Linked DNA regions of Mus musculus: all the other regions are linked to region 1. A link is a contact called in public Hi-C data. All regions are on one chromosome and are shown on one strand. Each heading gives the region's core, a stretch centred on a gene start, on an enhancer-like site or on the middle of the called end of the contact. The rest is flanking DNA. Distances are from core to core; before and after follow the strand shown.

Region 1 (7,775 bases), core at 3,027-5,526:
CCTACATGGGTCACAAGACTCACTATAAAACTCTCATGATCATTCAGTTATCAGGTTACTAAGAAATTCCATTAATATTAGAACCTACTTTTTCAGGATTCTTAAGTAGACTGAAGACTAGCAGCTGTATGGGAATTCCCTGGGATTCCAGTCCTAGATTAGCAACACACGCACACACACACACACACACACACACGTCACTGGGCCCAAGCTGGTCCTGAGGCCATAAGAAAGTTACCTGGAGAAGTAGTTCAAATGGTTACTGTTTCTACTTCTGCTATAATGCCTGCTTCCCCCAAGAATACACCTGTAATTGTATGAGGTCTACCTTATAATTGGTTGACTGAGGAAAAGAAGACTAAGGCCTGGTTTACTGATGGTTCTACACACTGAGCAGTGTAGAGAGTGGATAACTGCAGCATTCCAACCATTTCTAGAAAATCCCAAAAGACACCATGAGGAAATCTTCATAATGGGCAGAACTTGAGGCAATGCGCGTGATCATACATTTTTTTTTGGAAGGGATATGGCCAGATATACAATTGTTCACTGAGTCATGGCTGTAGTCAGTGGACTGCATGAATGGTCGGGGACTTGGAAAGGGTCTGAACAAAGAATTGGTGAGAATGACATTTGGGGAAGAACTATGTGGATAGATTTATTGGAATTGGCAAACGGTGTAAAGATATTTATGTCCCACGTAAATGCTCATCAAAAGGTGCCTACAGCACCTCCCTATTCATTGAGCAGTCAGATAGATCAGTCTTTCATCTTGGAGCAAGTATCCTTCTTTCTTTTCCATCCCTTAATTAAGTGTATTATCTCTCTGTCTCTGTCTCTCCCTGTCTCTGTTTCTCTGTCTGTATGTCTGTCCTCCCTTTATATATAATAATACATAGAAGAGGTGTTGCAAATGGCTATGGACTTTTGTCATCAGCCTGGAAAGGTCCATCTGACACTCTGTTTGCAAAAGCCAAGGTACAGAATCAGCCTAGGTGTCTAACAACAATTGGTTGGAGAAAGAAAGCAGTGTGTTTGTGTACTCATGTGCACCTGTGACCCACCCTGTGAATGTGTGAATACACACACACACACGTGCACACACACTGCTGGATTATGCAAACATGAAGAACATAAGCTTGTCATTCATAGCTAAATGACAGGAACTGGAGGGCATGGAGTGAAATTAGCAGCCACAGCAAAAGGTGGCCCGCCTGTTCTTCTTCATATGCAGAAGCTAGAAATGTCAACGTGAAAGCAGAAGTGTCGTAGTTTTCACTACAATTTGAGGAGGGTGGAGACGATGGGAAAGGGTGGTATAGAAATATATCACATTACCACTAGTATGGTTAATAAACACTAATAAGTTAAAAACTGAATCAAATAAAAAGAAGTGAAAATCAACACACCTGAGGACTATACTCAAGAGGGACAAGCATGTGCCTTCAACACACCTGAGGACTATATTCAAGAGGGACAAGCATGTGCCTTCAACACACCTGAGGACTATACTCCAGAGGGACAAGCATGTGCCTTCAACACACCTGAGGACTATACTCCAGAGGGACAAGCATGTGCCTTCAACACGCCTGAGGACTATACTCAAGAGGGACAAGCATGTGCCTTCAACACACCTGAGGACTATACTCAAGAGGGACAAGCCTGTGCTCAGGAGAGGTGAGTATTGAGAAGCATTAACGTGGAGATGGACCTGAATCCCCCTGGCAGGCAGACAGAGCTGGATTTCCATAGACAAAAAAGGTATGATGAGGAGGCTCCATGACAGCACATAAAAGGGGGAGTTGTCAAGGGAGAAAAGCTGAGTTCATTTAGCCTGACAATTATTAGCAATTTACAGCAGTAGGTATGATTATTAGTGAGTGAAAATTCATGAGATAAACAGTTCTTTCAAAGCCCTGGGAGCAGGCAGGAGGATTTTGTCCCCTTCTGCTCGGTGACTGACATTAGACATTCAAGACACTCTCCTCGCGTTCATTATGTGGGGCTGAACAGAATCAGGCAATCCTAACCTGCTGTGCTCTGCTGCTAATCTATTCCAACACCAGCGGAATATTAATGGCAGGGGAGCACAACACTTTCCATGACCTCTGCTATTTTGTGCTGTGATGAGACCAAGCACAGTTCTGCACTTAATTACTTAGCGTTGGACTTCGGCAGGAAAGAATTCAATTTTGCAATAACAAACTTTTGGGTAATTGCACACATAATCAGAGCACATTTGGTCCACTCATTGGCTATCCTGAGGGTCAGGCATCATTTCTCTCCCCTTTTCAAGGAATGCCATACTTTTAAGGCCACTGTCTATATAGCCTTAATTAGCAACATGAACAAATAAACTGCATGTTAGACAGCTTCCTCCCTCCCTCCCTCCCTCCCTCCCTCCCTCCCTTCCTTTCTTTTTTCTATTTTTTTACTTTAAGATGTGCCATCCTTTTGCATTTTGTATTAAGGTCACATAGGTTATGGTGTTTTTCTTTTCTTCTTCTTTCTTTTCTTTTGTTCAACTGTACTTGGAATCTAGGCAGGGTTTTCCCTGGATATTTTTCTTGGCCAAATTCCTCACATAAAATTTGCATTATTCTAAAAGCTGGTGCGTTTTCTTTTTGTCCAAAAGAAAAATTATAAAATTGTGCTGTTCTACAAAGCCAAGGACATAATAAGGTCCCGGAGGACCAGGGACAGTTTCTCCTTGACCCTAGATTATAGGACTATAATAATGTTGCCGTTAGCCATAGAGAAAGCAGCTGGTTCCTTATCGGTATTTATATAGTAAGGAAAATGAAGACAGAAATTCCCCACTGCAGATGTTGGTGTAAGCTGCTCGCTTGTCTAAGTTACAAGATTAGTTTTAGCAATTACATTTGGTATCCAATAATCTGAGAATCGGTTCTTCTTTGTGTTTCCTGATATTCACCATTCTCTCCTACCCTGGACAAAGAGAGCTGTGTACATCACAGAGGTCAGGAAGCATACCTAGGCTTTCTCAGTCCCCAGGAAATTATCTCCTTTTCTGTACCCACTTCAGTGCAGCAGTCTGACTTCTCCCTGATGCAGGGGATGCTTCCCTCAAAGAAAATGCTCTGCATCTAAAATTCTTATCTGAAAACTGAAAAAGAGCCTTGACTTTGTTGGTTTTCTAGAAGAACAGTCTGGAGTTCTGTGCGGGATGCACCCCAGTGTCGGAGCCTAGAGGGGTAGGCTGGAGTTGTACAGGTTTTCTTGGGTTGTACCTTCCTGATGGTATACCTGCTCATCTCCAGGTGCTCTTTAAATCTTGGGTCATTCAAGAGGCTGCCAAAACAATTGTATTCATGATCACAACGATGGAAGGTTGGTACCTGGCATGTTTACAACCTCTTACCTTTGCATAAAGTGCACACAGCTTGCTGGGGTTTGCAGCTCAGAGATAGAGTTGTTTGTTCCTGTGAGTGAGCTGTTGGTTAATACCCTCCAAGAGATGGTTAGGGGAGAGACAAAATGAGATGTATCTATGTGGGAAAACACAGCTTGTCACTAGATCACCTTCAGCTATTAGTTATTTAGTTTCAAGAGTTATTCATCTAAATTCCTGTAATTAATACACCCACTTCAAACCCACCCACTTCTACTGGCTAGTGTGTTCAAGAAGGTAAAGTGTGTGCAGCTGGCTAGCTTCTCCCCCATTGCCATTGTCTGTATTGTCAGGAAAGAAAGACAACACACAGGAATGCTTATGAATAATTCAAGTCCTGGAGAGAAGGCCATTCCATGACCCAACACAAACCTTCGCATCAATCGGCATTGTTAAAATTAATCCTGCGAAAGCCAACCTCCTCCTTCAGATGTGAGAATATAAGGCCATTCTGATTTGCAAGCAAAGAGGTCCTCACATAAGAAAATCAATTTAAACCCAGAGTGACATTTCGGGTTTGATTCAGTCAGCATTGTCTGGCTTGCATTATTTAATAGGCTGCGTCTACAATGACCTCTGAAGAGTTAAAACTCACGAACAGGGGAGCTGAGTGCTATCTATTATAATTTTGACTTTAATGATTAGAAACACGGGATACATTCCTCTGGAATGTCAGCTCTGAGTGGTTTCCATTGCAGCTCATCTATTAGGAAGGAGCATGACCCCAAAGATTTTTCTGACCTCATTTGGGTCTTGTGACTCATTTGGTCAAGCGTTTCAAAACTGAAATTCAGGAGAAGCTCTAGAGAACATTCTGACTGGCCCTGGTGGAAAGCGACACCCTAGCTGGGCATGCCAGAGTAGTGCCCTTCATAGGCCACAAGCTAAAATGCCTCAGAGGCAGCACAAACTGTTTTATGCAGAAAGTCTTTCTAGATGAAAATGCTACGGATTGTGCAACAGAGAAAACATGCTTGACGAATGTCCTGCTTGCTCAAGGTGACTCTGACATCAATCTCACTGATACAAAAGTGAAGGATCTTGTGGTCATTGGGAAGATTCAAGATTCAAATATATTTTGGGGGATTCAACTTAATCTGTGCTATGTGAGGGGCTACATAAGTTTCTCCCCTAAGCTATACTTGATTGATTATATCACCTGTGCATCTATTTAAGACAGTACCATTTCACATGCCTCCAATTTTTAAAAATTTTTAATAGAAAATGAAATTCCTACATATGATACAAACTTGAGTTGGAACAGCTAAGAACAACTTAGGTCAGGGTTTGGCAGTCATAGGCCAGAGCCAGCCTGCTTTCTAGTTCCAGTAAATAAGGCTTTGTTGGAACATACCCTGACAGGGTCATTTTCAGATATTGTTGAAAGAATTAATTTTTAGTTTTCAGCACGTGTATCTGTGTTTATCTGTGTGTTTGTGCCTGAGTGTAATGCCTGCAGTGGCCAGAAGAGGGTGTTAGCTCTTTATGAACTGTAGTTATGTGTGGTTGTGAGCCCTCTAGCATGGGTTCTGGGAAATGAAGTGTGGTCCTCTACAAGAGCAGTGTAAGTTCTTAACTAATGAGACAAAGGTCCAGACCCTCATCAGTTCCTGTTGCTATTTGCAGAACACAGTAGTGGGATTAAGTGGCTATAACCAAGATCTGTCTCCATTCCTGAAAGGCTAGGAATATTTACTCATTTTCTTTTTGTGTACAATTCCTTTCTTGAGGAAGCCTAGAGTGCACAGTGTAAGTGGCAGGGTTTATAGAAACCTGCTGAAAGCACAGGATGCTTAGGACTGAACTATTGGAGCACTAGCTTGGAAAGCTGATGAGATTGTTGGGGAAAATGCAAATACCCATTCCTTGTACTCTGGCAAAGGAAAGAGTCAGAGCTGGAGTTTGATGACATTACTCCTAGAAACTTGTCCAAGTTCAAGAGATGGACGCACTGAGATAACAACAATTCTTCAGATAGCCACGTGGTCTCACTATGGCTAGTCTAGTGTTTAGGCTTTAAAAATAATAAAGCCAGCTAGTAATTATTGTCTTCTGTTTGTGTGCCAAAAGGCAAGATCAGGCAACTGTTCTCTGAAGATCAATTGTCTTCACATTTTACACTTAGTTTGCTGGACGTGAGAAACGGGCAGCAGGCTGGATTTGGCATGTGGAACATAGCTTGCCAATGTCTGGATCAGATGAAAGTCATGTTAGGCTTCTTGTTCTGTTGTTTAGCTTCTGTGTTCCATAGCCCTCCAAGTTGCCAAGTGCTAACTTGGTCTAATCTACTGGGAGACTTAGGAGGAACTGGCAGCATTGACTTTCCAGTAAAGAAAAGATAAAATGGTTTTCCACAGTACCCACAGTGGAGTATCAACCATCCAGCCCAGGGCTGGGCACAGATATGCACTTAGCATGTAACTGAAAGAATGATATCATGAGGCTGCCCTGACTTGTGATATCATACTTTCAGGACACCTGGACAGACAGCTGGTTCCCTCTGCAATGCTTCTACCCATGTATCTCTGACTCTAATGAATACTTGAGAATCCATTTAGTAAATATGTGAAATGGACACATTTATTGCAGGACGCTATGTTTATTTTGTATAATTATTGAAAATGTGTGAGGTGTCCTGGCATAACTGGCTTGGGGTGTGGTCAGGTTTTAATCCCACCTTGTCCAAAATTTGAACTTTTTAAAATTGAGAAATAATTTAAAATATAAGAAACACAACATCAGCTAAGTTTCCCATGCTCATCTCTTGTGTTATCTTCTGTCTTCTCAGCCTTGGTCTTTCTTTTGGTACTTTTAGACGATTATCAAATAAATTGGCAATTGGGTGAAAATCTCTCTCCCCCTCCCCAATCCCAGTCATTATCTTTGGTTTCAGTCTTTGAGTAGACAGGTTTACGTAGGGCTTCCGTTGTTTCCACCTCTGTTGTGTACCTTGGTTCCAGCTGACATTCATAGCCAGCCCCAACTGCCATGAACCCTACCCCCATCATGTAGATAGTACGCAATGATCCCATGTTTCCACGATAAGTCCTTCTGGCTCCAAACTTCTTGGGCAGTCTCCATCAGGGGCATCCTTCAGCCACACCAGGACTCTTGTGCTTGCTTCTGCATTCTATTCTGAGTCTTTCAAGGCCTTCCATTCCTCCATGTTCAGTCCACTTCTTTCTTTATTTCTCTCAACATCTAGCATTTCACTGAAAGTTCTATGCTTTTAAAGGGCTATGAAACTTCTGTTTTTCCACCATGTTTATATTAGGATTCTTCAATCAGCAACTTTTAGGATTTCTGGCTCATGACACAACAAAAAACAGGACACAGCAGAGGAATGGTTTTCATTATTGATGGTAAGTGGTCAAACCCAAAGTTTCATGACTGCCAGGTAAGCATTCTACACTGAATTACACCCTAGTCCAAAGAAACAAGTTTTGAAGATTTTCAATTGAAAAGAAAAATCATGTGCTTTGTAAAACTTATTTTACGTTCCTCATTTTATCCAAGAGTATAAATGATACTACAACTTAGACATTTCAAGATCTGTCTAGATAAAACTAGCAATATTGAATTCTCTACAAATTTTTCATGTAAAATCTGGCTTGTATAATTGCTGTTTTTTCTCCAGAAATAGCCACTTAAATCAAATTTACCATTTATTTTGGAGCATCTGAATTAAATGATGGAGGCTGTATTGGAAAACAATACAATGGAAATCTGTTGCCGAGCATCAGGGTCCTATTTTGTTGCTAATATAACAGCAGTGTGTCGTTTGGTATAATCACAACAGATGAAATGACTATTTTTTTGAGGAATAAAATAAGATCCTGAAGTCTAAGATTGCAAACAAAGAAAACAAAAAATATGCATATATGGAGATGGAACAGAGTGGGGAGAGACCTGTTTGCGTTATTAACATTGGAACCTATGGTTCTTGTATGGATGACAGTATTGTTTACACATGTGTGTGCGTGCTTTGAACATCTATATTGGATGTCTTTTTCAGTCATTCTCCATCTTAATTTTTGAGACAGGCTCTCACAGTGAACTTGAAGCTCACAGAACAACAAACCTAGATGGTCAGTGAGACCCAAGTGTCTTCCTGCCTCAGCTTCCTGAGCACAAGGACTCGAATGCAAACCACCACCTCTGCCGTTTAAAACTGTGGGTGCTGGGAACCTGGGCTCAGGCCCTCAAGCTTATGCAATGGTCATTCTTCTGACCGAGTCAAGTTCCTAGCCCTTAGCAGTTTTAGCTTGGAAGAATAATCACATATATAGGTTTTGCTGTTCATAAAAATAATAATTACATTTTTGTTAAGTAAAGGAAGAACTGTGTCAAAAATAGAAAAATG
Region 2 (7,775 bases), core at 3,304-5,803, 450 kb before region 1:
CGAGGGCAGCCTGGTCTACAGAGTGAGTTCCAGGACAGCTATGGCTACACAGAGAAACCCTGTCTGGAAAACAAACAAGCAAATAAACAAACAAGAGTATAAGAATATCTTTCCACACCCATTCACTCCTTCCCTCCATCCCCACAACAGATCCTTTAACATTAATTAAGTATGATGCTTCTCATCACTGTAGAATGGCTTCCATGGCTGTGGCTTCATTGCTCCTCTCTAGGAGAGACTTGGGGATTTATCTGACCTCACTACAGCATACAGAAACCGCATGGCTTCTGTCTATACGTCATCTCTAACTGCTCGGCGCTTCGTGTGGAAACCTGTGCATTCCCTAACTGCTTAAACCAGAAGCATTTGGAATCTCCTGGCTTCTCACCATCTTTGGGTCCTGGGCTAATCAGTGACCAAGTCAGATCCCTCTGCCACACGTCATGAGCTTCCAGCTTTTGGACAAAGGCTAAGACTTCTTGCTTACACACATGGCAAAGATACTTCGCCTTTAAGTGGCAGAACCGGGCTTGGTTTTCCTTTCTTCTCCACCATGAGCCAGGTATGTATTTGTTTCTTTCAACACGGACACTTTCATTTGGGATCCCTTGAGCAGTGTGTGTTCACTGTAGAATATTTAGACATTGGGAAGAAAATGCAAATATACTACAGAGCATGCCGTTGACTTGTCAGTGAGTATTTCTTCTTTAGTTGTGTTCCCACATATAAACCATGTACATGATTGCCTGAAATTTTTTTTAAAATTATGTTTCCTTATATGCTTTCTTATTTTACTTTTAAATTAAAACGTAATTGAATCTTCTCCCTTCCTTTTTTTCCCTCCAACCCCTCTCAGGTCACTCTCCTTTGCTCACTCTCAAATTCTTTTTTTTTTTTTTAATTGGTTTGTTTTTGTTTTTCAAGATAGGTTTGGGTTCTTTGAATATCCCTGGCTGTCCTGGAACTCACTCTGTAGACCAGACTGGCCTTAAACTCAGAGATCCACCTGCCTCTGCCTCCCAAATGTTGAGATTAAAGGTATGTACCATCACTGCAATTGCTATTGATACATACATGTGTATGCAGAAATACATAAGTGGAATTGGATTTTCTGAGTATGTTTAGTGTTGCTTGTATTACATGATTTCAGGGCTGACCATTTGGTCTTAGATAACCAGTTAGGGAGTTCTTCCATCTGGAGAGACTATTTCTCCTGCTCTCAGCATCCCTTAGTTGCCTGTAATTCTTACTCTATAGGAGGGAGCCCTTCTGGCTCCTCCCTTCCATATTAGCATGTCTATCGGTGTTGTCTTTGTTCATGTCTTCTTTAGGCAGCCATACTGTTGAGGTGTCCTGAGTGAAGTTTTCCTGTCATTTCTAGGGTTCAAAATCACACAGCACATTTTCTGGTCCTCTGGTTCTTACAATCTTTTTGTGTCCCCCCCCCCCACAATGTGCCCCCAATCTTAGGTGCAGGAGTTGCATTATAGATGTGTCCACTCGTGCTAGGCAACTCCTGGTGAGTTCTTTGTATTTTCACCAGTTATAGTTTTCTGTAATGGCCTCTGTCTGTGTTATATTTGATTTTGATGCTTACACCTTGCCCTGTCTGATTTTTAAAATGGCAGATAAGTAGAATTGCAAAAATCACTGCTAGTCAGGTTCTGGTTCTGTACCAAGCTACCCCCAATATAGAGGCTTTATTAACACTTTTGTAGCATTTCTCCATTAAAAAAAATTAAAACAAGCAGAGATGTTGCCTTGCTAACTAAGGTTGAAGACTACCATTGTCAGAATAGCCTTCTGAGCTTGGTGGATTCCCTTTGTCAGCAAGGCTTCTCTTTCTCTGACCTTGTCTGGTGAGTTCAAAACCCCCACATACCTCTACCTGTGGGATGTCATGTAGCCTTGGTTAGGTTACAGGTTCAGTTTCCTTTCTCCAGATAAGAACCTGATCAGCAAGCACCTGAGATTCCTGGAGTGCCTCCCCATGGCAGTGCAGTATCTCAGTACCTTAGCCCTCAACCAACGACCCTTGCCACCCTGGGTATTCTTACCTCTTTCCCCAAAACTAGAGAACTCTTGATTCACCTTGAGCAAAGTTGATTTGTCTCCCTGAAGTTGGTCCTAGTGTGACAAGATTACTGTTCACACTCTCAGGCCATCTTCCACCCTGTTTGTCAACACTGCATGATGGGCCAGTGGCCAATAACCCCGGGGAGAAGGGCGACCCACGGCAGTCTGCTGTTGCTTGGGACTTTTGCCTTCCATCTTCCTTCTGCAAAGGACTTCTTGGTATCAGATCTCATGGCTGGACGGGAACAATACGTGCTCAGGGAAGAGATCAGACCAAGGCCAGCGGGCAGGATATTTATGTCCCTTTTCTTCTCAGCAAAGTTCCTCGAGGATGGTGAGTCCCTGTGGATCACTCATCTACAAACCCTCCTATCTCTTCCTTTATTTTAGTCGCTAAACTACTATTCTGTGATGTTCCGCCCTCTCCCCTTCAGTCATTGAGCCATCGTCAATGTGTCCCCAATTGATTGCGTCATTTTTTTCCAGGAGGGACATTAATTCATAGGATCATATCTTAAAAATAGGAAACATGCTATACAAATTGACATACCCTGCTATGTCATTACTCAAGGTATTGAAAAAAATCTTGTTACATTGTCAAATATTCCTCTGCAACATTTTATGGAAGGTCAAATGTATTTTTATATACATTTAAAAGAAACACACCACACTTAATTTGAATCTTGAGAAAGTGAAAATTAGGGTTTTTTTTTTTTTGCCTCTAGCTATTTTTTTCTTATTACTTTGAAAGCTCTTTGATAAATAGCCTTACAGGTAAAGTTATGTACCTGCTTCTGATTATTTCCCTAGGATTCATTTATTGGAGTACAATTTTTTAGACTGACATAAATGAGAATCTAAATTTTTTTGCTGTATGTTGCCAGGTTACTCTCCAAAAATTATAACTTATATTGTTTCTAACTGTGCAGAAAAGGCTATATCCCCTTTCAACACTTCATATTACAGCAGAAAAATACTGCATTTGTAGTTTGACAGGTGGTCTCTGTCTCATAAGGAGTCTCTACACAGGCTCCATGCAGAAAGGCGCAAACTCATTACTTTTTTAAAGCAGTCATCATTGCTTCTCTTACACAAGCATCATTTCTTCACTGGCAGATCCCCAAACAATAGTCACTATTCAATGGTGAACTGAATAATGTCCCCTGCTCCCCACACCCTGAACATGTCCCTATCCCTGTAACCCAGTAATACGCTGCTTCCCTCCTGGTCTCAGAGACTTTCATCTATCATAGTAAGGATCACAGAGCAGAGAGATTATTCTGATGGTCCCAGTGTTACTGCAATGATTCTTGTAAGGAGAAGAAGACAGAAATAATAGTGGAAGAGAAAGCAAGTGAGAGAAGCTGGAAGACACTCTGCCTCTCTCTGAAGATGGAAGGAACAAGACGCAATGTGGAGGATACCCAGGAATGTGGGTATCTCTCACTGCTTTCTGTGAGCTTTCACCCACAGCTAGCTGGATCTATTGTTCAGGGTTCATGGTGAGGCAGATATTCATGGCAGCAGTAAATGCTGCTTAGCTTACGGTGGCCAAGAAGAGGGAGGGGGAAGGGACGAGGCACATATTTCTAGAGAATTCTCCCACTGACCTACTTCCTTCAACTAGCTCCGACATCCTTCTTTTGCCAGCTTCCAATAATGCCATCATTTATGAATATATCAATATGTCATATTTATATGTATCAGAGATCAATCCTTTGATCAGGCTGGAGTCCCCAGGCTCCAACCACTTCCCCAAAGACTATCAGCTGGTATAAAAGGCCACAACACTTTGGGGGACACTCCATTTTCAAGCCTAACAGCAGGCAACCTCTAAAAGCTGGAAAATGGGAAGAAACAAATATAGCCTACCCATGTCTAGTTCCCATAGTATGAGAGTAATATGAGTTTTTATTCCATGAAATATCTGATGATTTGCTATTGCAACAGTAGAAAACTAATATAGCCACTTTCCTATTTTCTGTCACCTATGTTGAAAATATTGTTTGCTGGATTTAAGATTCTCATCTGTATTGCTGGAATATCCTGCTATTTATTTAAAAGTGTGTGTGTGTATGTTCATGTATGTGGTAGTCAAAGGACATTAGGTGACATTCCTTAGGATCTACTTTTAAAGATATCCTCTCTAATGTCTTGAATCTTGGTGGGCCAGTGAGCCCTAGGGATCTGCTTGTTTTCACTGATCCAGGCCTAGGGTCACACGATTGAGCCACAACACTTGGCTTTTTTAATCAGGGTTCTAGGAATCTAACTCAAGTCCTCTTTTGTGTGCTCTTTACCAACCGATCCCCCTCCACAGACCCATGTTTTATAGTTAAACACTGTTGTGCCTGGCTCTCAAACCTCAGCTGGAACTACTACTGCCTTTCGTCCTTGACACTGAGGACACCAGAGTGATCCTGCAAACATGCTTACAGTGAGCAGCTGCAGAGAAATGGATTTGGACGCATGACTCTCAGCTGTTTCCATCGCTCCAAGGTTCAGTATTTACCAATCAATTTTATGCCTGCAAGGTCCTTCTTAAGCCTGAACTAGGAATTCCTTGCCCACATTTCTATTCTTTTTCTGTAAGTTACAACTCTTCTTACTGGATCGTTAGAATGCAGAAAAATAATTCAATTCTTAATATTGGTGTCTTATTTACACAGAATGCTCTCATACAAGTGAATTGATTGACTTTCTAGTTCAGTGATGGGCAAGTAGATGGTTGATCAAGGCTCATGCCCCTTGCTCTCAAGAAAACATATTTTTTATTCCTTGCATAAAATTCCAAGACTTTCATGATATACATAGAATACAATATACACAGGATACACATATGTGTATCTCATGATACACATAGAATAGGAAACACAGCTATATACATACCACACTATTATATGGCTTCTCCCTTGCGCATACACATTATATACCGCTCCCCTGTCAGTTAATGTTAGAAGAGGCATCTCGGTCCATACTAAAAATGGCAGCCTTTGCCTTTTGGTAAATTGTAGTTCTGAAAGAAATCCCAGAAGCCTCAGTAGTTCTCAGCCTGTGGATTCAGACTCCATGGGGGTCAAGCAGCCCTTTCACAAGGGTGGTATATCAGATACATAGCAGCAGTAGCAACATTACAGTTGTGGAGGAGCAATGAAATAATTTTATGGCTGGGGGTCAGCACAGCACGAGGAACTGTATTAAAGGGCAGCAGCATTAGGAAGATTGAGGAGCAGTACTCAAATTCTTTGGTGACCTAAAAAGAAAACTTATAAATATAGATCATAGGCCCCCAGCAAGATCTGAAACCCGGTATTAAGTAAGCCCAGCCTTAAGGCTGAAGGAAGCACTAGATTGGAATTTTCTCTTTCTGCCAGCTGCCTGGAGGCCAGAGGCTACACCAAATCCTACAGTGTCTCCAAAGCACGCCGGGGGCCTCTAGGATCCTCATCCCATGGTCTGCAGCCAAACTGAGACCCGAGGTGGAGTTTACTCCATCTCAGTTTGCCTTTGGACACTGTTCACTGGGAAGTCCTGAGAAGGGGCTTGGCATCTGAAACACCAAACAATGCTTTTGTGATGGCTCTCAAGCACTTCAGGTAGAGTGGCGTTTCCCAGGCATGCTCAGTAGAGATATGCTGTGACGAATAGGTGATGACACCCCTCACACTCCATTTTCTGGGTTGAAACAGCTTTGTTAGACACATCCAAAATCCTGTTCTCTGCCCTTATTTTTGTTGGACTAAGAGGCAAACAATGCTGCCTGATCATAGCAGCCTAGAATGATGGTTCCCCTAAGCATCATCAAAGGCTACACGTAAGATGAGTCCTAGCAAACATGGACCTAGGGGCTCTCCCTTCATTATAGACCCTTTTCTGGGACCCCAGAGTGTAAGCTCTCACCCATGACATGTACTTGCAGAGCTGGATGGGGGGGGGATCTGCTGAGCTTTCTGATTTCCAACAGCTAAACTGGGCAGAGCTGTGGTGTGTTCTGAGAAGCAGTTCATAGGTGGGGCAAAGTGAGTCCCAGCTAATAGAACTTAACCCACATAATATCTTGTACAGGTAAAGAGAGAAGAGATGAAAAGGGGGGCTGTGATGGTTTGTATATGCTTGGCCCAGGGAGTGACACTATTAGGAGGTGTGGCGCTGTTGGAGTAGGTGTATTACAGTGGGTGAGGACTTAAGACCCTCACCCTAGGTGCCTGGAAGTCAGTCTTCCACTAGCAGCCTTCAGATGAAGATGTAGAACTCTCAGCTCCTCCTGCACCATGCCTGCCTGGATGCTTCCCTGCCCCTGCCTTGATGATAATGGACTGAACTTCTGAACCTGTAAGCCAGCCCCTGTTGAATGTTGTCCTTTATAAGACTTGCCTTGGTCATGATGCCTGTTCAGAGTAGTAAAACCCTAAGTGAGACAGGAGCCTTGGAAAACCTGGGTCCCGGGGCTGTTGTTTAAAGCATCAGCCATCGGACACTGGACAGGCTGCTGTGGTCTCACCTGGCTCACCCGTCTTTTTACTTTTCTATTGCTATGATGAAATACCCTGACAAAAACAGCCAAAGGAAGGAAGGGTTAACTTTGGCTCACAATTCAAGGTATAGCCTTGATGGCAGGACCTTGAGGCACCCAACCAGAAAGCAGAGAGTGATGAATATCTGTATTCGGCATAACTTTACCTTTTTAATTACTGTTCAGGATCCCAGCCCAGAGAATGAGACTGTACACCATGTGTGCGGGTCTACCTATCTTAATGAACCCAATCCAAAAAATCTCCCACAGGCAGGCTCACAGGATAACCTAACCTAGACAATTCCCTCATGGGCATGCCCAGAAGTTAACCTATCCTCGAAAATCCCTCCCAGATATCCTTCTAGATCTCATCAAAATGACCATTTAGATTAACCATCATATCAGCCAAAGGACAGGCTCAAAGGATGGCTTGGGTGTAAGATGTTCCCCACAGGTCTATTTGTTTGAAAAATGTGGTCCCCAGTTCAGGGTGTGGTTGGGGGCAGTGGGACCTAGCTGGAGTAAATGGGTCACTGTAGGCTGACCTTGAGGTCTATAGCCATCCCTGCTTCCTGTTCTCTCTCTGCTTCTTATTCCACTGACATGAGATGATTTGAGGAGTCTTGGTCTGTGTTTTCTTTTGCCACAGAGCTACTAGCCGCCATGCCTTTCCAGATTCAGTGGACTGGATCCCTTCAAACCTTGAGCCAAAATAAATCCTTCCTCTCTTCAGTTGCTTCTTGTCAGGTATTTGGTTGTAGAGTTGACCAGTGTAACCAGCATACAAGTTATCCATATGTGTATAACTATAGCTTACAGTGCTGTTGCCAGCCTGAAGTGTCTAAGCACACACTGAGTTATCGTGGCTACAAAGGGTTGGTTTTTGTAGGTGGCACATCCTGTTTTGACCCTTCCAATACAGAGCATCATACATGTATGTGGTCCAACTCCGTAAGCACACACTGGCTCAAGGACATTCTGAGTTAATGTAGAACCAAGATCACAAAGCTGCTTATTTATTTTTAAACATCTCCCATTTTAATGTTTTCTTTGTTTTTAAGTCTGAATCTCATCATACAGTTCAGACTGGCCTCAAATCTATGGTCTTCCTTCATCTCGTGAGTGCTAGGACTATGGAGGTGTACCACGAGGCCCAGTGGCCATTGAATGAGTAACCAGGAACAAG
Region 3 (7,775 bases), core at 2,014-4,513, 390 kb after region 1:
CTGACAGGAAAACAAACAAACAAACAAAAAACCAAAATATAATAAAACAAATAAATAAAAAACAAAGAATTCGTGCTCTCCTGAGCGGGCATCTCTGTTTTTATGTTGTTTCTCATCCATGGATGAAGTGAAGAGCACGTGCCAATACGTGTTTGGATAGGAGGGGAGAAAGGAAGACAGGAGGGAGAGTATTCCAGTTCCTGCTCACTGTCATAGACCACACTTAGCTGGGTACCCTGTGCAGAGCCTGTCCCAGCCTGATGCCAGGAACCCAAGCCTGGCATCTAAACCTTCTCCTGAGGTCTACCCTAGGAGACTGGGTACATGGCACTCTGCCCTCTGACACCTCCTGTGGGTTTGCAAGTGCTCAGCACCATTCCAAGAATCTGTTTTCCCTTCTTCTCAAAGTCAGTTAGGCCTCAGAAAGGTCAAAATAACACCATCAATCAAGTGGGCTCTCTCTTTCATAAAAGCTCAAGAAGCTGGGATTAGCACTGTGCTTTTGGCCTGTACAGAACCACCCACAGTCTTCATTCGGCCCCCTGGCAACTCAGGAAGCCATGACTCAGCTGGGGAAGCCAAGAAACTGGTCAGGTCTTTCAAGGGTAATTCAGCTTCATGTAGAAACTCTGATTTTTTTTTCTTTTTTCTCCTTCAGATCATGGACATTGTAACTGAGTGTCTTGGGCTGGTGTGATGGTTTGTATGTGCTCTGCCCAGGGAGTGGCACTATTAGAAGGTGTGGTCCTATTGGAGTTGGTTTGTCACGGTAGGTGTGGACTTTCATCCTAGCTGCCTGGAAGTCAGTAGTCTGCTGGCAACCTTCAATGAAGATGTAGAACTTTCAGCTTCTCCTGCACTGTGTCTGCCTGGATGCTGCCATGTTCTTACCTAGATGATAATGGGCTGACCTCTGAACCTGTAAGCCAGTCCCAAATAAATGTTGTCCTTATAAGAATTGTCTTGGTCATGGTGGGTGTTCACAGCAGTAAAACCCTAACTAAGACAGCTGGTGACAGGACTGGAGGTACCCCAGGGTTTCTTCACTATCACCTCTTAGACTGTATTCTAAGACAGCTAACAAGCTTTGTGCATTGTTCCTGAACTTAACTGTATAATGCCTCTGCTTGCCTCCTGTGATTCATTTACAGTCTTGCTTTCACAATCCATGAGGAAAACCAGGGACATCAGAGCACTAGCAGGTCAAACTAAGATAGATGAAGTGCATCAGTGGAGTAGATGTTGTGTTGGGCCAGTTCAGAGCCCTGGATCTGGCCCTGAGTGATATATGAGCTGGTCAGCCTCTGGTTCTCCTGCCCTCTCACCTTCAGAGCCAGCTCACCAGCAACTCCTGCGATCAGGGCCAGCTCTACCATGCCAGGCAAAGTATAGGGTTTGCTCTCCCAAGTGTTGCAGCCAGTGAGGGACATGGCCAGTTCTCCCACTCTCATGACCCTGGGGCCAGCTCTTCTACTTGCCTTAGATAGAGAAGGATAGGGATGGCTGGAGGCTATCTCTCCCTCATCCACACCACCACCCAGCAGACAAGAATTTGGGCAGGCTCAACTGAAACTCATACATTCAGGATTAGCTCTACTGTGCTGCCCAGGAGAAATGCAGGGCCCAATCTCCAGAATGCTACAATAAGCGAGGGGCAGGAACAGCTCCTGCTCTTGAGACCCCACCTTGGGGCCAACTTTCCCACCCACCCCTAATGGGGTAGGCAAAAGTGAAGGGAGGGGATCTCTCCCCTGCCAATGCCACCACATAGTAGAAAAGAGGCAGGGCTGACTCTCCCACACTTATGCCCTCAGGGCATGATCACCCTCAGTGCCCACAACCAGGGCCTGCTCTGCTGTGTAGGAGTGCTTGAAGGAGCCTGTGTTTTAGATAGCAAACTACAGGATCTCCATGACACAGGGCAACAATAGGCTCTCCAAGAGGAGTCCCAGGGAAGTTCCACTACTGATGGAGTAGCAGAAGGCAGATGACTCACTCCATGAACAAAGCAAAGAAGTGTGGACAGAAGTGTGGACAAAATCATATGCATGGGACATAGTGTGACATACTACAGCTTCCACGGTGAGATTTTTTTCCCCCTCTGTTAGTGCAGATGTTGAAAGTGTGGAGGGCACATACAAGGGGAGGGGAGATGAGTGGGATTGGGGTGTATGATGTGAAATTCAAAAGAGAACCAAAGTATTTTACAAAAGATTGAAGACATGAGCCAGACTGGAACAGAACCTGTTGCAGAGTTGTAGACGTGAGCTGTGCACGAGTCTTGTGATGAAGACAAACAGATAACTGTAACAGGGCCACCACATACAACTGTATAGGCAGCTACATACCTTCAGTGGAAGATGTTCAAATAGACTGATAATTAGTGGTGCTGCCAGGTTAACCCTCACACCTAGTTTTTCCTTTCCTGTGTTAACCAAAATTTCCCTAATGTCGCTGCAAGAAAATAAAGCTTTAGAGATTAACTTTGTACTGTAAGAATATATAACAATTAAGTTTGTAGGAAGAGACAAAAAGGAGAATTTAAACAAACTTGTACAGATAGAGCAGTCTTTATTTAATGTCAGATGGTGGCATCCTAAGTCCTGACCATGCCAGGGTCTGATGTCTTCTTTGGCAACCACTGGGTGACTGGGGCTGGGGCTGGGTCAGCTGCTTTTCTTAGGAGGAGGAATTCCTTTAACATAGAAAAAGCTTTCTACTTGTAAGTAAGGCCGCAAGAAAGTAAAGCTTACGCAGTTGCATAATGCTGAAAGAGCCACGGTTGTGTTGGAATGCACACCCACCAGCTCTCAATAACCACTTAGTATCTCTCCCCAGCCATGTGTTGGGTGACACCACAGAGGTAACCTGAAGTCAGGCAGGATGGTTTATTTAGACCACAGACATTGCCAGGTACTCAAAGGCAGGGCCTCTCTACTCTCTGCAGTTCTGTATGTGTCATGGAACTATATCCTCTCTCCAAGGTTTGATGTTTCATCTCAAGAATGGGGAGGGGGGAGTAGGGAAGGGGAAAGGCATCTTGAGTGACCTGTCCTTATTCATCATTAGTTCTTCATAATTGTATGAATTCCCAGAATGAAGAAGAAAAGTTCCGGAGCAACGTATTTTGTCAAGCTTTTCTTACTCACTTTTAGTTAGATTAGAAAATGTTATTTAAAGTGGTTAGTATGATTCAGACAATGGACACATGGACATTTCCCTAAGGTCTTATAAATTACCATTTGATTTGTGAAGTGGATGCTCTGCCAGGCATTGTGCTGCACTATGTGTGACTCATGCTTATTCGCTCATTTGGCTCTCACAGCTGTGTTGTGGGGCCAGGAGAGCCCGGATCACAGATGAGGGAGGGGAGGCCCTGAGAAGTCGGTGCCTTCCCAAATGTCCCAGAGTTGGAAAACATCCAGCTTTGGTGCCTTTGTTGTCTGTGTAACATATGTGGATACCAGATATATAAATCATACCTTGAGCCCATGCAAATATCAAATTACATGTGGTGTCAAATCAATAAAAATCTCTAGGTAGAAGCTAAAATGAAAGATCTAACTCTTGATATCAAAGGCAGAATGAAGTTTAGTCTATAGGGAAAATTGTAAATTTCCCTTGAAAAAACATTCTAGCCTTGGGATTTCATATCTGTAGGCCTCTATTGGAAGCCAATAATAGTTGCTTCAAAGAAGGATCAACACCAGAGTGGGTTGAGGAGAGGGCATCAGGCAGGCTCTGTAGACTGAAACTCCCAGGCAAGAGTAGCCTTGTCCTTGGAGACTTTATTGAGAGAGAAAAGAGGAACCTTCATAAAACGGTTATTTCCATGCTCTCAAAGTATCTGGAATATTTTTTGAAACACTGCAATTAATAAAAATGTGTTTGGAGTTGACTGTCAAACTCGCTGAAGATGAAAAAATGTATGTCTTCAACAATAACAGCATTTGAATCATATAGTGTGTGTCTGGCAGATATTCTTTCCCAATGACCAGGCTAATTCAAGTGTATACCTGCTTAGAAGTGCAAACGAAAGCCTATCAGAAGCAAAGAGGAAGAGGAGGAGGAGGAGTAAGGGAGCCAGTTATAGGACTGCAACAATCACACAACAGTTACAAGATTGCGAATTTGCAAATATCTAGGACTCAAAGCCCAGAGCAATGGCACTGAGCTTGTGCTTGTACCATCTAAGGAATTGGGGAGCACACCAGACATTTCAGTATCTAATGGAGTGAGAGCCAAGTTCTAAGGTTTGCAAATGTTAGCCTCCTCTAAGGAGCTTACCCAGAAACTCATATGACCCATGGTCTTGGGGACATTGGAAGGCACATTCATAAATAACATAGTTATGGATAGCATAGCCATGGATTCCTTCTGGTTTGTTTCCATTTCATTAAAACTTTTAACCTTGTGGGTCATACAATATTAAAAACATAACCAACAGGCAGGAGAATAGAGAATCAGGAAGGATTAGGAAACTTCTCAAGCTGTTTAGTTTTTAGCTGCTCTGGGAAATGACTGATTCAATGGTAAAGCCAGGCCATAGGACATACTTGGGGCAGATAACTAGGTTTTGATAACGTATCTATCAAATCAAATGATGTATAGCTGTCCTTCATATTCACAGAATCAACATCCACAGAATCAACTACCTTTCGGTAAAGAACTGTCAGAAAAAGAGTTGAAATGAATATGCATAGTCATTTTTCTTGTCATTCTTCTCTAAACTCTACAGTCCAGTAGCATTTATATCTCACTGGGCATTGTAGACCACCAAAAGATGATAGGACATGTACAGGTAGATATTCACTGGTGCTGTGTAAATACTACACCATTTAATACAAGGACCTTGAGTGTTTGCAGATCTAAGTATCTGCTCAGCCCCAAGAAACAACTCCCTGTAAGTAAGTACAGAGGAGTAACTGTATGTAAGAAACTGATCAAAATTATAGACGTGTGTTACCAATGACAGTTCGATGATATTAGCTGAATAATAAGGTTGATTATGCAAAGCCAGACGCAGTTCAGTTCATTTATAAAATTTCTCTTGGTGCTCATTAAAGTGTTTTGTATATTTACCTAAAATTCCAAAGGCCATGATTCAGAATGGTTTACTCTTACTTAAACCAGGATATTAAACAGTACTCTGCAGTTTAGCCCAGGTTTCCAGGTTATTATTAAATCTGTGCTACAGCAAATGAAATCTATTGAAAACCAAGGTTAGTGGGAAAATCTATACTTCAATGGACAACAATAGATGTAAGCAAAAATATTTTTCTAGATGTAGTGCCATGTGTAAGAAACCAAATTTTACAATTCACACGACCCTATATGGAAAGCATAATCTCTTTCATTGATTTTGTAATGTTTTTCACACTTCCAAAGATTGAAAACGCAGATTTCCCTTTCTCTGTGACTTAAACATTTCTATATAATTTAAGTTTAGAATGGAAAGTTCTGAGGTGCAGCTTTACAGTGGAAAACAGGGCACCTTTCAGGAGACACACCTTTGTTGCTTATTTTTCCTGATAGATATTCTGGAAGATTCTATAAAAGGTGGTCACACAAGAGAGTTCTGGCTTAAATAAAGGAAAAGGAAAGGAAAAGAAGACCTGTACCCAAAGGACAGAGAAATGATGATTGTAGCAGTGTTGATTTTCTACCAAATGGCTGCTGGGATACAGGCATAGGTCTGGTACTTCTCTTTTTCTTCCTCTTTCTCTATTCCTTTTTTATTTTTATTTTCTTTCTTTGTCTTACTCGTCTCTCTCCCTCCCTCTCTTATCCTCTTATTCCTTTTCCTCATCCCTCTCTTCTCTCCTATGTGTCTGTGTACAGTGTTCCTCCTCTGTCTGGTAAACGTGGGTATGTCATTATATGTGGGTTCTCATGTAGAGGTCAGTTGCTGATCTCTTCCTAAATTCCTTCTACTTTTCTTTCCTTTTTTGAGACAGGGTCTATTAATGAACTTGAAACTCAATGATTTAGCTCGTTTTATTTGCCAACAAGCCCCCCACGAATTCTTCCACTGTTCCTCATAGTTACAAAGCAAGTATTTGATCCACAGAGCCATCACTTCAGGACCCAAGAGTTCTGTTCTATTCTTGCTCTGTATTCAACATTTTCCTGCCTTTATTTTCTTTTTAAAAGACTTTATTTTTAATTTTGTGTACACATGTGTCTGGGTGGAGGTGTGTGTATGTGTATGTGAGTGCAGGTGCCATAGCTGACCAGAAGTGTCACATCTCCTAAAGTTACAGTAAGCCATCTGATGTGAGTGAGTGCTGCGACCCAAATTCAAGTCGTCTGCAAGAGTAGTTCATGCTCTTAGCTACCGGGCAATCTCTGCAGCCCATTATCTGCCTTCATGAAGATAAGAGGGAGATAGAATTACTAGGGACAGATCCTGACAGTTCTACACTCTTGTCTGCAACTGCGTAAGCTAGAGAGGCCACGGAAACACTGGAATAAGTGTGCTGTTCCATAGCAAAGAAGCCTGGAGTGGACAGCCTAGGAAAAAACCTTGAATTTGACTTGCCTCAGAGGTCCTCGGTCCATTCCACATAATTTCACCATGGCTGCATTAACTCTTGGGGGTCCACATTAACTGATAGTAGTGGGCCTGTGTCCCACCCAGTCTACCCCTCTAGAATATTGCCTCCACATGTCTGTCCCAATTCTGGCAGGAGATGCTGATTATGGGGCTGTGAGCAATCTCACCAGATGTCAGAGCTTCCCCTCAGGGCTTCAAGGTTGGCAGTGGGCCCACACTGGGGCCTGTATGTTTGGCAAAACTTGCCCACGAGTTTGGAGAGTATCAAGAACAGATTTCCTAGGACTTTTTTTCTCTTTAAAATAATAGCAGTCTTGTCAATGGAAAAAAGGACTGCAATCAGAGTGTAGCCCTGCAGAAACCTGGTCAGGATGGAGCTCTGATGCTCGAGGGTGTCAAGGAATGGATATCCACACTGACAAACATTTTGAAGAGTGTTATGGATAGCCCTGGGGCTAATTATATTTGATATTAATTCCATTCTGCTGTGAGGGGTTATGAACAAGGATTGAGTCAGCACGCAGGTGATTTCCTGTAAACCTGCTTCCCACCTTAATTTGTAAAATAAAGGAGAGCTAATGATTGGGCAGATAAAAGGGAAGGTGGATCAGAAAGAAAGAAAAGAAGGAGGTTTGGGAGAGAGAGAGAAGTCAGAGGAGAAGGAGGAGAAGGAGGAGGAGGAGGAAGAGGAAGAAGAAGAAGAAAGAGAAGGGGGAGGAGGGGGAGGAGGAAAGCGGAGCAGAAGCTCATGGCCTGGAGAACCTGCAAGTTCTAAGGGGTCTCATACATGGTGAAGATGGTAATGTAGCTGTAGATCTGCCCAATCTAGGCACACAGCATGTATTCATATTAACTAAGTTGTGTTTTCATTGCCGGGGCATATTTGGGTTGGAGATTTACCACAACAGAAGAGATACCTACATTTAATCAGTGCCATGGAGGATACTGAATCCTCCATGGGCCATGCTACAGACCCATGCAGGGGAACTCTTCAACATTTGTGCCTACCCATTAATACCAGGGTTCCAACACAGGTTGAGCCCTGAAGCTGAGATGCCTCGCTTTATTCCTGCCTGAACACTCTTTAGTCTGACTATCAGTGTCTACCTGGCCATCCAAGCCAATCCTGATGATGGGAAGATGCTGTTGATCCCTTATCTTTGGCTTCTGTATGGATTAGGATTCCCCAGGGCACTGAAATGGGAGGCAAATCTAGGTA
Region 4 (7,775 bases), core at 2,211-4,710, 290 kb after region 1:
ATGCTAAGAGCACATAGTATAGCATTTGATGCAAGGAAGAGTTTCAGTACATGGTAGAAATTAATATTAATATTAGAGATTATTTTTCCAGTTTGAAGTTATCCTTCGGAATTTTGCTTCTAGAGAAATTAGCCTATTGTCCCAATTCACAAGCACTAGGTACATGAAGACTAACAAAATGCTTTTTTCTGTACGTACATTCCAGAACTTTTTGTTGGAAATATTTATTTTTTCATATAATATTTCATTATGTTTTCCCTCCCCCATCTCCTCCCAGATCCTTCCGACTTCCCTACCCACCCTAATCCACAGATTTCCTTTCTCTCTCTCATTAGAATACAAACAGGCATCTAAAATAATAATGATGAAATAAGATAAAAGAAAAATAAATAAACCAGACAGGACAAACCAAATAGGAAAAAAGACCCAACGATAAAGCACAGGGAACACATGCAGACTTTGCGGCACGTGCCTTTGTACATGTGAAACCTATAAAAGCAAAATAGAAGCCATGATATGTATGTGAAAGATCTCCAAAAAGAAAACAAACAAACAAACAAACAAAAACAAAAAGAAAAGAAAAGGAGAAAAAAAAAGAAATAAAGAAACCCTCCAAAAATACGATTGAGTTTTATGGAGTTGAACATCTTCCACTGGGCATGGGATGTACCCTTAAGAAAACCCTTAAGAGTGGCTTGAGAATGGGTGGGTAGGGAAGTGGGGGGGAGGGTATGGGGGACTTTTGGGATAGCATTGGAAATGTCATTGAGGAAAATACATAATAATAATAATAATAATAATAATAATAATAATAATAATAGTAATAATAAAAAGAGTGGCTTGATTCCCAATGAGACACCATTGGAGCAAACTTAACTTTTCCTATGTGAGCAGTGATCAATTGGACATAGCTTCTGGGAAAGGGGCTTGTGTAGGAAACTAATGAAATTTTAATTCGTAGTTTATTTCCTCTATTCAAAAACCCTTACTCTCATCAGGACTTGGAATTTTTAAGATAAACATCCCTGACTGCCCTTTGTTCTTCACCGTGTGATCACCCTTGGTTGGCTCACCGCCAAGCTGAGAGGTTATTTGCTTGTGAGAGGCAGCAGCTGCCAGGGACAACTCAGATGCTCCCTCTCCTGAGGAAGGCAGCAAGGATCTGTGAAAAGTGTTAATTGCTCCTGAACCTTGTCATCTTCTGAGTGTGGCTGAGCCAATGTAAGGAGACAGCATCAGCAAACAGCGGTGAAAATGGGTCCTGGAGAGGAGAGGGAAGATCTTCAGCCTTGGCCTACTATCTCCTCTTTGCTCTCAATCCTAGACCAATTACCCCTCTACACATCTCCACTGCTGGGTTCATTCATATATGGATTCAATTTCATTGACTTTGTTTATCTCCCATCTGTTTGACATATCTCTCAAGATGATTTACTTCCTTTGAAATGTTTATTTAAAACCATTTCCCCAGCTAGATGGAACCGTTCTTTGGTACAATCCTCTGGTGAGGTTAAAAATATGGCTTGCATGTCTGTTTATGGTAGTTTATAGATCTGCTTTGCTGAGCCCAACAGATGCCAGCATGGCCCATAAATTTATGCAAGGACCAATTACCGAGTGGGACGGACCAAGATGGCTGCTGACAGGGCCCTGGGAACCTTCCTCACCATGATCTGCTGCGTGACCTGGGACAATTTTACTTAATCTTTGTGAGCTTTGAGGGTCTCATGCCTTAATATGCTTTGGGGATTAAGAAGTCTCCCAGGTTATTCTGAGCTGCCACTACTGACTGGTTTGGTGAGTGCTGATAAAGGTAGAGCTGAGATGATACTGACAATGTTGCTGGTGAGTCCTGTTCCTTGGAAGCCTGGCAAGACTTTAGAGGATTCCTGTCCACTTAGCTCATGGATAGTAGCATCTTCCTTTTGGATTCTCCCATGATCTTTCCTGTAGCTGCTCTGCATCCTGTGTACTATATCTTTGGTGGTCCTGCATGCCAGGAGCCTTTGCAGCTGATGGTGCCCCTGTGAGATTCTGAAACTCGGATCAGAGGCTTGCTTTTGCTTTGATTTTTCAAACACCATTAGTTCTTGAATTCTGACCTGAAACATGGTGCAACAGGGCCTTCCTAAGACACATAGGCAAGCTTCTGCCTGAGTAGGGAAAGGAAACTGACTTAGAAAGCCCATGCAAATTCCTCTGTTGCTTCCTAGGACACAGAGCAGCCCCTGATGTCTGGTCCAAGAAGAAACTGGGCTGAACTTTCTTCCTTCCATCTCCATCTATACTGCATTCCCTACATTCACTTTCAGAGAGAGAGAGAGAGAGAGAGAGAGAGAGAGAGAGAGAGAGAGAAAGGGAGAGAAACAGAGATAGACACAGGTAGAGAGAGATACAGAGAGAGAGACAGGGAGAAAGAAGGAGAGAGACAGAGACAAACAGAGACAGTGAGATAGACAGAGGGGGAGAAAGAGACAGAGAGAGGGAGAGAGACAGAGGGAGAGATAGACAGGAAGAAACAGAGACTAAGAGGGAAAGAGAGAAAGACTGAGACCAGAGAGATGAAGAGAGAGGGAGTGAGAGACAGAGAGACAGACAGAGGAAGAGAAAGAGATAGAGACAGAGAGGCAGAGAGAGAAAGATGGACAGAGAGAAAGAGACAGACACAGAGAGAGGGAGAGACAGAAGGAGAGAGAGAAAGAGACATAGAGACAAAGACATAGAGAGGGAGAGAGGGGGAGAGAGAGACAGAGAGGCAAACAAAGACAGAGAGACAGACAGAGGGAAGGAAAGAGACAGAGAGGGACAGAGACAAGCAGACAGACAGAAATAGACATAGGGACAGAGAGGGTGAGAGACAGAGACAGACAACAAGAGGGAGAGGGACAGGGAGAGAGAGAGAGGGAGGGGGAAGGGGAGGGGGAGGGAGAGGGAGGAGGTTCAGAGCTGACTGAGCGTACACTGAGTATCGCTCTCAGAGGAAAGAGGCTAGAACATTGGAACTACTCTTTTTCTGGAGGCGTGTGAAGTAATAGTACCAGTGAATAATCTCTGATTTTCACATTTTAAAGAGTAAACATACTGTGTTTAATCATTTTTAGAATCCAGCCAAAACAATATTCAGAAGACTTGATTTCAGCAGACCCACTAGGAAGCAGATACCGCAGCTCCACCCACAGGTTTCTATTTTTCTCTACTGAAGACGGAGCTCCCCGTTTGCTTTCGGATGGCAGTGAACAGTTTTGTGTGTCCGGCCACATCTTGCTAACCGCAGCCTTCTTTCCTAAGCTCATTATTTGCTAATGATTTTCTTGGCCACAAAACTCATAAAAATCCCCTGAGCTACCTTTTTTTTTTCTTTTTCTTTTTTCCTTTTTGAAATACTCGTGGGATGGTTGCTCCATTTGTTCAGCATCTGTGCTGGACAACATCTGGGGTGTGAGGAAATTCCACGGCTTGCAGTATGACGCGGAAAAAACAAAATTACTTTTTCATGCACTTCAGAGGAGACTGGAGAGCATCCTTCTGACCAAACAGGCCCTTTGTTCTCCTCCCACAAGTGGTTCTCATTAAAAATGTCATCTCCCTAATAAATTGCCTTACTGCCCTTGCAGCTGGGCCTATTGTTTTCGTGGCTTTGTGCTCACAAGGACTCTCCCAGGGAACAGAAAGCAAGAGAAAACATGGGATGCTTTCCCTACCCTGTCTGCTCAGGATGTCTTCTTTTACCCTTTGTAGGTGGATGGCAACTTGTCTATCACTGGGGCTTTAGAATTCCCCTAATATTCACTATTTGGCCAATTGTCCCCGATCATGTGCTGTCACAGCTTAAAGAGTGCATGGTGGCCATTCCTGTCTGTGGATGCAAAGTGAAAAGTGAGAGTTTGGGGACTATATCCTCGTGGTTTGTATTTTTGCATGGAAATATCCAGTGTCCCGCATTTATTCCCTGACACAAGAAAATATGACACTGTTTTAGGGAAGGTAAGAAATGAAGATACTATATATGAAAACAGGAATTGGGGGAGTGGGTTTGCCTGTATGTCTCTGTGTGTAGGCGGAGGGCTGTCTAAGGATTCTCTTTAGGAGCCACACAACGGTTAAACATCTCCCCAGAACATTCAACTCCAATTATAGCTGAGACCCAAGAATTGCAAAAAATTTAATAGTTTGGGGTTCATATATTTGATCAGAATTAATCTTAACAATCAAGGGGGCTTGTAGTGTGTGTGTGTGTGTGTGTGTGTGTGTGTGTGCTTATCAATTTATTTTCCCACCTTACTAACTACCTCCTATTTTCTCAACTCCCCACAAACCTCTATCCACTAGCTCAGCTGGGGCTTTGCTCATCCAAACTCTTTTTCCCAGTTACTCAGTGTACCTTCCACATGTGACAGGAAATTAAAATTAAAGACCTCCTGACTTGGAGGGAGAGAGAGAGAGAGAGAGAGAGAGGGAGGGAGAGAGAGGGAGAATGAGTTGTTTTGCAGTGAGGTTTCTTTTATGATCTACAGGCTTCTTATGACTTATTTAGAACTTGGGGGGAGGGGGAGATACAATAGTCTAGTGGATAGGATTGGCACTTTGTCTCAAGCTGGATGGCTGGGCTAATTTAAGATGTAAGTTTCCACAATTTTCTTTATACCAAACATTAACATACACTGAAATTAATACCTCTCCCCCTCCAGGACCCTTTTGCAGAAAAGCAGAAGTCATTGAGGCCAAGGCTGACAAACAACTTGGCTAGTCGATTGTGTCTTATGCCAGGGCATCTGTTTGAAGATATCCTTTTCAGTCATCCCTCCTGCCTGGTCGGCCATCTCAGAGGCTCTGTGCAAACTTCTAGAGGGAGGAGGGTACCTGGGTCACCCCATCAGCCATCTACCAAAAGCCCTACAAATTCACAGACAAATCTCTAGCCAGACCCATCAAAACCTGTCTCCAGGCTGAAGCTCTGAGAATATGTGTGTGTGGAACATTTTCTTTTTAAATGCTTACACATGTTGCAGTCATTGAAAGCCCAAGTCACAAGGACAACAGAGGTACAGCATCTTTTCCTCACTTACACAACCAAGGGAGGCATTACATCAGACTTGCTGATTAAGACAGACCATAATGCATGAATCAGAGTTACTGCATGGATCAGAGTTTCCAAGGGAGACAGGTGGGGAAAGGCTTTTGTATCAAATCATAGACAAAAAAAAAAAAAAAAAAAAAAAAAAAAAAAAAAAAAAGAAAGAAAGAAAGAAAAGAAAAGAAAAGCAGAGAAGCAGACACATTGCTATATTTGTTTCTTCACATGCTTTTGTTTAGTCATCAACAAACCCTTAGCCTCTCCTATTAAGCAGATAGCATTTTAGGCTCTGTAGATACAGTCAGTGATGTGAATGGCAAAGGGTCTGTCCAAAGCAAAAAGTCAGTCATGGTAAGTGAGGCAAGCAATCGTGACAGGGAGGAATGGAAGGCCTAGCAATGATGGTCTGCAATGATCCTTGTAAGGAAGACATCTCTCATGAGCTACAGATTTGGCTAAAAGCAATGGGATATATTCTGGGTTCTCTAAGTACTTTGCCATTGATGCAATGTAACAGGGAAAGAACATCAAAACCCATGAACCTCCAGGAGCTGTATGACTAGGAAGATAGGACTTCACTATGAAGAACATCTGTGTATCCTTGGCTGTATGCACATGAGTAATATAGGCCAGGGCAGCCAGTATGCATTGTATGCTGGGGTGGAGGAGAGTGGAGAGGAAGCAAGTTATTTAGGTTTAGAAAATCTCACCCGGGCCTCAATGTGAGCAGGTTTCGGCATAAGGAAACTGGGATGACATGGTTTCCCTTACAAGTTGATGTTCTTGGCAACATCAAAACCAGAACACCATGAGTAGCATGCATGAGCTTCATTTATGTGTGAAGACTGAGGGAGCTTAGGTGGCTTCAGGGGGTCATTAGAGAATGTAAAGGCCCTAGCATGTCCTCTCTGCATTCGGAGTTACTGTGATACAAACACCTATGACCCCAGACTTCTCTTGCCGCTGATTCAGTCACTCTTCCACACCCCCTTTCTGTGATGGACTGAAACCATGAGCCAAGATATAATAAATCTACCTTCCCATAAGTTGTTTCTATCAGGTTTTGGGGTCCTAGCTGCACACACATGACCAATACAGTCCCTCATACACCTCGACTTTAGAGAGAATATTAACCACACTATGCCATAAACCTTGTCTCTTTACTGCTAAAAAAATGTTGATATCTGCATAGTGGGTTCCAAATCAATACTAATCCCTCTCTCTTGAATTACACACATGTACATGTACACAGAACAAATCTCAAACTCTCTAGTATCATGCAAACCTCTCTATCCTATTCTCCATGTTTATATGAAAATTTCAGTTTTCAATCAGCTGGAGACAGAGCTGAGCCCCTGCTACGTGCTTGTTGATTTACATTTGGAAATGGCATGTATTCTAACATCAGAGAATCTTGGGTTGGATACGAGGTACTGGACTTAGTAAACTTAGGTGAGCAGTTTAGTCTTTTGGTGTCTGTGCCGGTCCTTGAATGACTTCTGACCCACTAACCCTGGAGAGGACACAACTGTAGAAGAGTAGGACTGACCGTCCTGCCTCTAGTTCCTTGAATTCTTTTAAGGTTGCTGAAGAGCAACTGTTAAGGCATATGGCATCATTATACAAGTAGGGAATCAGTCCAGAATGGTTACATCATTTCCACACAGCTGTTCTTGCAACGTAGAATTGGGCCTCAATTAACCCCAGTGCTGTGGCTCGTCCATCCAATTAATCACAACGTTAGACTGACTAAGTAAGATTGCGTCTGTAAAGCTATTCCCTGACAGATATCAGCCCCTTCACAAATGCATGTGGTCATGACAATGAAACTTTCTTTATAAAGGGAGATGGTGGATGAGACTTAATCTCTAGGCAGTTTTGCTAACTTCTGGATAGATTGCAGTGAAATGTTAAAAATAATTGTTAAAAATAAAAGTAATGACTTTTCCATCAGTTATCAATAATGGCTCTCTGTAACAATGGATCATAGAACTTCTGAAAATAATCTGCCACTATTATGAGCCCATGCAAGCCCACTTGCTGAATCCCAGTTCCAGCCAGCACCTTCTCAGCTGTTTGGCTTGGGACAAGCAGTCTGCATCCTAATACCTGGGAATCAGAAATGGGGCTTACCGAGCTATACTCCAAAATGATTGTAAATAATTTATAGAAAGAACATACTAGCAAAAACATAGGGTCCAGAGACCCCTAAGCTGGAGCAGATCTGAAAGCCACATCTCTGAGAACTAGATGTCATGGTACCAAAGGTGTCATGCCAGCTTCTAAAGTAAACAAACAAAGTTCCTACCCAGCTATGAAACCTACGAATGCCAACAATGACCAGCATGTATGACAACTGTAAGGGTGTAGTAGTGGCACACATACCTCGGTTCTAACCAACAGCTCTTCAATTGGACTTAAATCCACTAAACAAGAGGGAAGTTATACCTGATACTAGAAACCTAGCCAACTCCCCAGACCTAGTAAAGTCATAGATCTTGGAGAAGAACCTACAGCCACCACTTTGCAAAACCAGCATTAATTCCTAATTACATTTTAAATAATTGTCTTTAGACTCACAGATAAGTATATTCCTCACCCCCACCAAGAAATTTTCTTTTTGCCAAAAAGAGAGACCAGTACAGAAAATCATAACCACTCAAAATGCAGAGTTATAAACCCAGTCTGACTACAATACACT

Evidence for each region. Hi-C and Micro-C count contacts between places; a contact is called where the count stands out from the background.
Region 2: a Hi-C map of muscle stem cells shows a contact between it and region 1, with 1.9 times the contacts expected there. The contact joins two enhancer-like sites. A contact is called at or near these places in 1 of 484 Hi-C or Micro-C datasets (muscle stem cells) and 1 of 115 datasets of contacts at active chromatin or transcription factors (fibro-adipogenic progenitors).
Region 3: a Hi-C map of muscle stem cells shows a contact between it and region 1, with 2.3 times the contacts expected there. The contact joins two enhancer-like sites. A contact is called at or near these places in 2 of 484 Hi-C or Micro-C datasets (the C2C12 cell line and muscle stem cells).
Region 4: a Hi-C map of muscle stem cells shows a contact between it and region 1, with 3 times the contacts expected there. The contact joins two enhancer-like sites. A contact is called at or near these places in 4 of 484 Hi-C or Micro-C datasets (the HPC-7 cell line, adipose-derived mesenchymal stem cells, cortical neurons and 1 more).

The regions. Positions count from the first base shown.
Region 1 is chr7:72,832,717-72,840,491 of GRCm38.p6, reverse strand. No RefSeq gene overlaps it. Among named protein-coding and RNA genes, the nearest start is that of Gm36865, 10 kb to the right of the region's middle. Within about 2 kb of position 4,276, at least 2 of the 459 cell types and tissues checked have an H3K27ac peak or open chromatin away from gene starts, as enhancers often do. A contact at or near this core is called in muscle stem cells, where this site is marked.
Region 2 is chr7:73,283,194-73,290,968 of GRCm38.p6, reverse strand. No RefSeq gene overlaps it. Among named protein-coding and RNA genes, the nearest start is that of 4930429H19Rik, 23 kb to the left of the region's middle. Within about 2 kb of position 4,553, at least 2 of the 459 cell types and tissues checked have an H3K27ac peak or open chromatin away from gene starts, as enhancers often do. A contact at or near this core is called in muscle stem cells, where this site is marked.
Region 3 is chr7:72,437,704-72,445,478 of GRCm38.p6, reverse strand. No RefSeq gene overlaps it. Among named protein-coding and RNA genes, the nearest start is that of Gm39035, 130 kb to the right of the region's middle. Within about 2 kb of position 3,263, at least 44 of the 459 cell types and tissues checked have an H3K27ac peak or open chromatin away from gene starts, as enhancers often do. A contact at or near this core is called in muscle stem cells, where this site is marked.
Region 4 is chr7:72,537,461-72,545,235 of GRCm38.p6, reverse strand. No RefSeq gene overlaps it. Among named protein-coding and RNA genes, the nearest start is that of Gm39035, 230 kb to the right of the region's middle. Within about 2 kb of position 3,460, at least 78 of the 459 cell types and tissues checked have an H3K27ac peak or open chromatin away from gene starts, as enhancers often do. A contact at or near this core is called in muscle stem cells, where this site is marked.